Linked DNA regions of Gasterosteus aculeatus: all the other regions are linked to region 2. Evidence: chromatin contacts called from public Hi-C data. All regions are on one chromosome and are shown on one strand. Each heading gives the region's core, a stretch centred on a gene start, on an enhancer-like site or on the middle of the called end of the contact. The rest is flanking DNA. Distances are from core to core; before and after follow the strand shown. Region 1 has its middle 11 kb from the start of morf4l1. Region 2 holds the start of tle3a (TLE family member 3, transcriptional corepressor a). Region 3 overlaps LOC144383794 (a long non-coding RNA gene).

Region 1 (2,792 bases), core at 45-2,544, 34 kb after region 2:
CAGCGTCCTAAAATGCATTGAGATTTGGGCTCGCCCTTCGCCGCCCTGCGCTGCGCTCTCGTCGGGGCGAGACCACCGGCAGTGTCCTTCAAGAAGACCCGACCCGAACTCGGTACGAGAGAAGAACTTTGCCGGAGAGGTAAAACAGCTGGACCCAGACCAGCCTGACCTCACAATCAGGCAACAACCGGCGTGAAAGGGAAGCCGACGCTTCTGTAAAGACTTCTACACCGACAGGTTTAGCTAGCTAGTTAGCTACATGCTAACGCCGTATATTGCCGCTGTTTGGAAGTGGAGGGCGGTTGACCGCAGCGATAAACTCCGTCACGTGGCCGTGTTTAAGTTAACATTGCACACAGGACTGCGGTTAGGACACACAATATTAGATTTTATACAAATATATTTATATTGGATATTTATAATGTTACGATATGGTAGTTATATCGCATTGTTCATTTTTATATTTTTGTTTGAATAAGATGTCCTTATTATTTTAAACTGTTGGAATAAATGTTAAATATTTAACTGCAAAGTAATAATTTGTGTTTGATACCCTTTTTTTGCATTGAATCATACTGGGATTTTTACTGAAACTGACTGGCTGGCCTTACCAAAAAAAAAAAAAATCCACCAGCCGCCACTGGGCAAACTGTCGGTTGTCAAAATAACGTTTTCAGCTTAGCGACTAACAGAAATTCAGGCAAGTTAATACCATGTTGGATTTCCCCCTCTTCCTGGCCGGAGGTACCCTTCCCCTCCACCAGCAGAGAGGATGTGAGAGAGTGGTTTCATTTAATGTCTAGTTAGTGGATTCTTTTCATCTCTGGGTTACAGCGGGTGCTGCAGGCCAAACACAGAAGGCCTGCTGTTGGAGAACAGCTTCACGATGACAGACCCACCAAGAATGTTGTCCTGACCGCCGTGTGTAACGCAGCACCAGAGTTTCCTTATTAAGGAGTGAAATCATTTCCAGCAAAATGGTCGGTGGCGCTGACAGCCCAGATTAATGCTCTCTGTAAAACAGGCAGAACAACAACTGCTCCTGCACGCATCGCGCAAACCAGTACGTTCGACTGAGGGGAAGCCTGCCAGCTCGACAAATTCATGCATATTTGGGTCTGTGAACATCTGCCAGCGCAAATAATTTATGCCGTTCTCTCAGTTAAGGGGCAATGAATCCCCTCTGAAAAGTTTTCTCCGACTTCGACAAGCACCACCCACCACCAACCCTCCCTTTCCCCTTCCTGGTGTGAAGTGGTGCAGACAACACGCTCCGACCGCAGACCGGGCTGAATGAGGAGGATCCCGAGGCGTGTGGGGAAAGTCCCAGGCACCACTTCTGTCCAACCGAGAGCCAACCGTTTCCTGTCCCTCCTCAGGCCTCGGGGGGGGGGGTCATATCCATGACATCCTGCGAGCTGCAGCATGAACGGAGCCTTGCCTTGGGTGGGATCTCCGACAGCGGCCCCAGACACGGAGCAGATATCTGCATGTAGACACGCTTCTACACCGGAGCGGGGAACATGTAATCAGCGCCGTGGAGGTGGATCAAAACGTTTGAGCGGGCTGACACTACAGCACTTCCGAAGGCTCTGTTGTTGTGTTCCAACACGATGGCATCCGGTGATTAAACATCCGAGGGGAGGCGCATTGATATTCCAAACGCCACCACCAACAGATGGTCTGTTAATCATTAATTGATCGTCTGCCATATTTCTGTTTTGATCTAGGCGACGCAATTCTGGGTTCATTTTGCTCCACTGGGTCATGTGCTGCTCGCTGATGATAGCGAGACTATTTATGAGCGTGGAAAGGAACCTATCATTTTCCCCTAAAATGACACACTGCTCTGTCTCTTCCTGCAGTCAACACACCCCATCGGACACAAAGCCAGCTCTTACTGCATTAAACCAGCTTACAAATTAAATAACAACCGTCAAAATATACTAATTAAATCTCATGAAAAACACCTGGAAATAAAAGAAAACGAAAGTAGCAATTTACTAAAGGAACACAATCCTTTGACTCACATAGTTGAAATCCAGGGGAGGAAAGCCCAGGTTAACTGTGCCAAGTGTGCGCTGTTGGTGTGTATCAAAGGCAAAACACTGTCGAGAAACCCCCCCGTCTCCCCCTGGTTACTCCACTCGTCTTCAGCCCTCTCCTCCAGAGCACCAGCAGGAGGTCAGCAGAAGCCCCACAAGGGAGCTGCTGTCAACAAGCAGCGCGGATAGTTGGAGCACCGAGGGCAGCGGCGCGGCGCGGCGAGGTCGGGAGCAATCACTCAACCACGAGCTGACCAACGGCACAGTTGGAAGAGACGTAACTGTCACGGTTCAGGCCTCCTAATGAGATATCAACGTTACGTTCCCGACAGCGGGACAAGTGTGCGGCTGCCTGTCCTGTTGAGGGGAATTAACTTTCATTCACTAATGTGTATCAGAGAAAAGTTAATACCAATATGATAATTGTTTTATTAAATGCAAAAATGTTCATGAGGTTGGATACATTGCAGACTGAAATAATACCGTAGGGAAATAGTGCAGCTTCTACTCCTCTTCGCTTGAGTTTGCCCTCTGCAGGCGCAAATGCGACAACTTACAACAACGCGACAAGCTATTTTAGGATTTGTCATTGAGAGTTAAAAGAAAAAAGTCATACTCTTTAAGACTTTAAAACATTGTCCACGTCGTTCCTATCGTAGACGATCAGCTCTGTGCACTCTGGTTCTGTTCGATCCTGAATATCCTACTTCGTCCCGATGTTGTGTTGCCTAGAGACATCTTTTTATT
Region 2 (3,032 bases), core at 281-2,780:
TGGATTCAAACCACCACCTGTCCCCGTACTCAGCGGTGTCATATCATATGTTGGTGTATGGCTGAGTAAATATCTCCAGGCATGCGAACCATCTGCATCCATTTACCACTAAGTGCATGTTCTGGTGTAGCATGAATGCATTGTGATATAACCATATAGATTTTATGAGTTGCATTGGAGGTGTGTGTGGGGGGGGGGGGGGGGCAAGTCAGGAAACATGTCAACATCAGAGTTGTCAGACAGATATGGAAGCTGCAGTAAGTGCACAGAGGAAGAGCTGCTTACCGGATGTCGGCCCTGTGGATACATCTTGAAATGTATCCTTTGTTTATCTCTCCAGCGTGCGCGTCCTTTGGCAAAACGGTTGAAATGTGCTCACAGCCACACCGGTCTCAGCAGGCACCGGGGGGGGGGGGGCGTGGGAGGGAGGGGGGGACTGGGAAATTAACTCTGTTGAAAAATGAAGCGGTTTAATCTTTAGACGAACAAAAAAACAACAACAACAACAAAAAGAAAATGAAAAAGCCAACAACAGAATCCAGAGCACGTTGGTCGCTAATAAGTAGTCAGAACACCGAACTCGTTCCGGTTGGAAGCAGTTGGAGCCGCGTCTCAAAAGCGCCGCTGCGCTTTCTCGGTGACCTTATCCGGGCAGTGGTCAAGCGATATACTACACAAATATAAATGGCTTTACAATTTAAAAGTACTAAAACACACAACATAGACTAAAGAAACGCGCTCACGTCGTTCGTCTTTCTTTTCTTTTCTTTTTTTTTTCTTTTCTTTTTTACAAACGCTCGCGTTTGGTTCGTTTGTCTCGGACTCTTAATCCGGACTGATGGTCGTCAAACGGCACGAAACCCCGCGCTAGGACGCCTCCGGTCCGGCTTCCACCGATTTTCACTCCGCCGACACTCGGTGAGGACGGTGCGCTGTTGAGCGTTCACACGCCCCGGGATAAAAAATTAAAAAAAAACCTATAATACTAATAAACTGGAATAAAGAAATCAAGCGCTCTGCTTTAATACATACCTGTGCGTGCGTCTTAACAGTCACTCCGACTTTTGTTCCAGAATCAAAAGAAGAAAAAAACAAAGTAGGCTATAATTCATGCGCTTAATCCCTTTTAATGTAAGCGTGGTGGACGCGGATCTCGACAAGCATCCTCTCTCTCTCTCTATCGCGCGCGCGCTCTCTCTCTCTCTCTGACCGGGGGAGCAGTTGGGAGAAAATGTGGTGCGGTCGAGGCTCGATTAAACTACTTTATTCTCCACCGCGAACCTCAGAGGGATGCGCTCCTTTCGTGGCTGGTTAATCCCAAAATGAAGAAGAAAATAATTCCAAAAACCTGCCTCCCGACTCGAATACGTTGGCGATTCTTTAAAAGCGTAACATGGTTCTCTCCGCAATCTCGCATTTCCCCCAGTTGTCCAGTTTACCCCGGTTGCCACACACAGGCAGCAGTGCTGAACTGCCGTGAAAGCGTCTATCTGTCCAATCGGATTACTCGGAAGGAGTAAAAACCACATCTGCCTATCGGAGAGCGACGGCCCCCACGTGGGGTTCAGCGATACATGACATCATCCCGCGGATCCACAAGGCATCATCCCTCCGTCCCACCGTGTACAACAACAGCAGGCAGTGATGTGCCGACGATGATATCCATATTTGACAGAGACAACACAAATTCCACATCCGCAAATCATTAGGGGGTTATATTTTTGTTGATGCATTGGGGGGGGGGGGGGGGGGGGGGCGCGCCACCGCTACGGGGAGGAAGCTGCCGTTCTTGAATTGATATCAACATACAACATACAAGGAAAAGGAGGGGGAAATGGGAGCTTGTTTTTAATACATAGGTATAAAATGAGAAGCAATGCTACTGTGAAACACCGAAAGTAATGTCCCAAATCAGAAACACACACACACACATACATACATACACACACCGGGAATGACACAATAATGACCAATCGATCTACGATATCCACCCAAATAAAGCCATGGGGCCGACTCGACATTTTAGTTTAAAATATCTCGTGATTCTTGCATAACCACATCCGCACGCCAACCTATCAGCATTTGTGTAATGGTTACACTGCGGGGAAGAGAATAAATGATTGTCTTTGTCTGATACGAACATCAGCCATGTCTGAACGGAGCCTCTGCGCCTCGTTCTGAAGGTTCACTTCGGCCCCACGTGGGACTCCTCTGCGGCTTTAAGGCCCCTCGTCCAATGGCAGCGCGGCGCACTTACTCGCTGGCTTCCCATTGGTCCAGAGGCCTCCAGCCTGTCATTCTGCGAGCAGCGTTGTCAATCAATACCACGCGGGGTCAAGCGCTGACAAATGCCTGTGCTCCTCGGTCCTCTGCCTGTGAATAGAGCCTGGAATGGCTGCTTAATTAGCTTCGAATGGCTTTTCTCTCCAGTTCAAACAATCTGTTACCACCACGTGGTAATGAGAGCCTACATTAAACAAAGGAAAAAAGGAAGCATGCAAACAGTTGTAACATTACAACCTGTAGTTTTCCTTTACGTACGTGAAGGCTTCTTGTTTACCTTTATCGAAAAGGCCAAATGAACCTGTTCTAACACTAAACCTGAGTGTGATATTAATGTCGTGCTATATGCAAGGCGGAAAGTAGTGTTTCCACATTCAAACATCACGAATACGACACTTGTCTTAACACTTAAATGAGGAAAAACAACAGCCACATGGGTAAAAATAGACTTTTTATACTACACCAGTCTTTTAATATATAAAAGATGTCCAATTAGCAAGAAATCTAAAGTCTGGTTGCTGCAGGCAGTCTATTAATCATATAAAAACCGAATCTATTTCTGTCGATAAAGGAAATTTGGTCTAAATTACAGAACAAGCATCCATGTCTCCCACGGAGAATGTAGCACTAGTCCTTTGGGAATGCTAAGGTCATTTTGTCATGTTAAGGTCTGAGATTGCCCAGCAGTGGTCTTACTTGTCATTCTTGTCAGCCACCTTGAGGATGTGGGATAACCGTGTTATTTCCAA
Region 3 (2,838 bases), core at 112-2,611, 49 kb before region 2:
GGTGGCAGACGACCAAGAATGGGAAGCTTCATTTTATAGCTGCCTCTTCCTTGTCAGCTTTACTCCTGGCAGCCATAAAACACTCCATAATAAAAGGCTCTACATCCCAGGGAAGCAGCGGGACTGCAGCTATACATAATCCGCTCAGCTCACACCACTCGCACAGCGTTTGCATTTCTTAACCCAGAATTCATTCTGTAGGTTTACTTCAGCGTTGGTTTTAAGCATAGTGGAAAGCAGAGATCTATGGCTTAGCTGCTGGATCAACACGAACAAAGCAATAACGTGACCTTAGCTACAAGCGGGAGAGCAAGCCGGTTAATTAGCTCGTACTACATTATCCAAACAAGACCTTCAGAGAGAAGACATAATTAAAAAATAAGAAGCTTCTGGGTGGTAAATTAATACATGCATTTTGGTTTCACGTAGACACCAGTTATTACAGTCACTATGTAACATAATCAGAAATGACTTGTGTCTACTTCTGCTGTATAGTACGGTTATCTATGAAAACTCTCAAATTAAAAAGATAATATGTCATCCACCTGCCTAACTCGTGTCCCGTGTGCTTCACTCAACACTCGCGCTGCCTCTAAATCATCCTCCGCAATTGATGTACGCACTTGTAAATCCGCCGTCGAAGGTCACGCGGAAGCATGGCAGAAATGGCATGTGCCGTTATGGCAGTACAATTCACACAATATTTATGACACAGGATGTTCCATCTGGAGCTGCTTCCTGTCTGCCCCCCCCCCCCCCCCAGGCAACCCCCAGAGGACAAGCTGCCTGGAGCTACAGCAGCACTTCTCTGGGACATCTGCTCTTCTCCTCTGGGTGTAATGCAATACAGTTGCCCCACAGCAGCGGAGCTCCACGCGCAGACATAACAGTCTGTCTCCAGACAAGTAGACAGGACATTATGTTTGGTAATTCCATTATTTCATGTCTTCAGGTGGAAGAATTGGCCAATTAAAGCTATGGTTGGTAACTGTAAGAACTTTATCGCATTTGCGCTAACGGTCACTTCATCATTACAGGGTCATGAGACAGATAATCTGTGAAAAGTGTTCATTTTATCGTCATGTGGAAGATTCCGCTGGACCCAAAGATAAAACAACCATTCAGAGCCAAGAAATCGGAAGTGAAACATCAGTTTATTTGTGCTATCGTGAGTGTGTGTCTGCAGACAAAACTCTGGGTAAAGACACCTGTCCATTCGTCAGGATCATTTTTTTTAATACTCATTTGTGTGATCCGGAGGCCTCGTTATCAGATGGTAAAGGCAGGCGTGGCCTGAGTGAGCCGACGGTAACAAGGCAGCAGCCCCGATTTAACTGCTGTTAGTCATAGATCGCCATGACAGCGGCTCTCATTATCACCACCTGAATATGCATGGCATGGTTGTCGGAGCGACGCAGCCACAGGGGACTGCCACACACCATCACCTCAATTCGGACGAGAAATGAGATGTCTGATCACTCGCGCCAAATCTGATAGAAGAACAGAAATTTCGGCTCCGGCTCCTTGAAACGCAGATGCCTTGTTACTGTGCAAATTAAAAGGCAAAAGCACTCAGTCGAACATACTTCCCCGTTTCCCTTTTAAACACGGAGGAGACAGGTGAGATTATGGTGTAATTTCAACATGACAACGTTTTAATCAGGGTTTATGCGATGGACAATGTCTGCGGCACCTTCCAGCCACTCGAATGAGACAAGCGTCTCATCCCTGTGTCCTTCTGTCAAGTGTTGCAGGCTTTCCAGTCCCCCCCCCCGCTCCCCTCTGCTCTGTGTGCTGGGGGCTCTCCAGGACTGCAGGTGCACAGCCGGTCTGCCCACTACAGGTGGGCCCAAGAGAGAGAGAGAGAGAGCTCATATCTCACCCTCTTCTTGGCTCATTAAAACCTTCAGCTGTTCCTCTCCCTCCTCCCTCCATCACCCCCCCCCCCCCCCCCCCCCCTCCTCCTCCAGTCTCACACGGCTGCTCACACCACGCTGATCACACCAATCAAGCTTTGATTTACAGTATTTACACCATCGTCCTGTTCCCATTGTGGCTACCAGGGAATCTGAAGAGCGGCCCTCCCCTCTCTGCCCTCGGCGCAGCCAGCGTCCTGCTCCACGTGGGCCAATCAGTGGTGGTGGGTGGAGTGCCAAGCCACAGAGCCCTTCTTCCCGTTGGCAGCCTTCCCTGTGGTGGCTCTGATTGCAGCGCAGTGTTAACAACACGTGACCTGGCCCCACAGCCCACAGTAATTGAGGTTACATCCCAGGCAATACCTTGATGAATAATTAAAAGGCCAGAAACAGAACTCAGAGTGACTTAGCCAGCGCCCTGGGGTCTAATAACGTGCTTGGACTGTATTAGGTAATCTATCCACTGGTGCCAGTTAGTAACACACACACACATAAACGTGTATAAGCTCACAATGGGCCCAGATAAAGGCCACTTGACAGCATTAGCCGTTGTCAGAGTGCTATAGTCACGGCACTGCGGGAACAACACATGGATGCAGCTATTTCATGGTAACGTGGAATAAAATATAGCAAAAATACATGTTATTCAAAGATGAGAACTGTGTAATGATGACAAGCTTAGACTTTTTCCAGGCTTTTGCGTGTGTAAAAGGAACCTTGTGACCTTGAACACACTGAAACCTGAGTGTGGAAACGCTAGCCCCATTTATAAATTGCCGTTAAGCCTCCCAAGCTGATAAAGATGTACCTCCATTCCAACAACAGCCGTTAAAGCCACTAGCGAGGTCACTCGCACTGTGCTTAAATATGACTTGTTTTACGGACTGCGAGTATAAGATTAGAAACGGCACGTCTCGCTGAG

Evidence for each region. A called contact is a pair of places that touch in the nucleus more often than the background predicts.
Region 1: a Hi-C map of skeletal muscle shows a contact between it and region 2, with 2.9 times the contacts expected there. The contact joins the enhancer-like site here to the promoter of tle3a in region 2. A contact is called at or near these places in 2 of 6 Hi-C or Micro-C datasets (skeletal muscle and tail fin).
Region 3: a Hi-C map of skeletal muscle shows a contact between it and region 2, with 4 times the contacts expected there. The contact joins the enhancer-like site here to the promoter of tle3a in region 2. A contact is called at or near these places in 3 of 6 Hi-C or Micro-C datasets (skeletal muscle and tail fin).

The regions. Positions count from the first base shown.
Region 1 is chrX:19,164,232-19,167,023 of fGasAcu3.hap1.1, forward strand. No RefSeq gene overlaps it. Among protein-coding and RNA genes, the nearest start is that of morf4l1, 11 kb to the right of the region's middle. Within about 2 kb of position 1,295, at least 4 of the 9 cell types and tissues checked have open chromatin away from gene starts, as enhancers often do.
Region 2 is chrX:19,129,901-19,132,932 of fGasAcu3.hap1.1, forward strand. tle3a (TLE family member 3, transcriptional corepressor a) reads right to left here and starts at 1,531. Exons shown (of 21, transcript XM_040163321.2): 1 at 1,033-1,531; 2 at 286-450. The coding sequence starts at 309.
Region 3 is chrX:19,080,715-19,083,552 of fGasAcu3.hap1.1, forward strand. LOC144383794 (a long non-coding RNA gene) reads left to right here. Exons shown (of 2, transcript XR_013451241.1): 2 at 1-553. Among protein-coding and RNA genes, the nearest start is that of LOC144383794, 5.6 kb to the left of the region's middle. Within about 2 kb of position 1,362, at least 4 of the 9 cell types and tissues checked have open chromatin away from gene starts, as enhancers often do.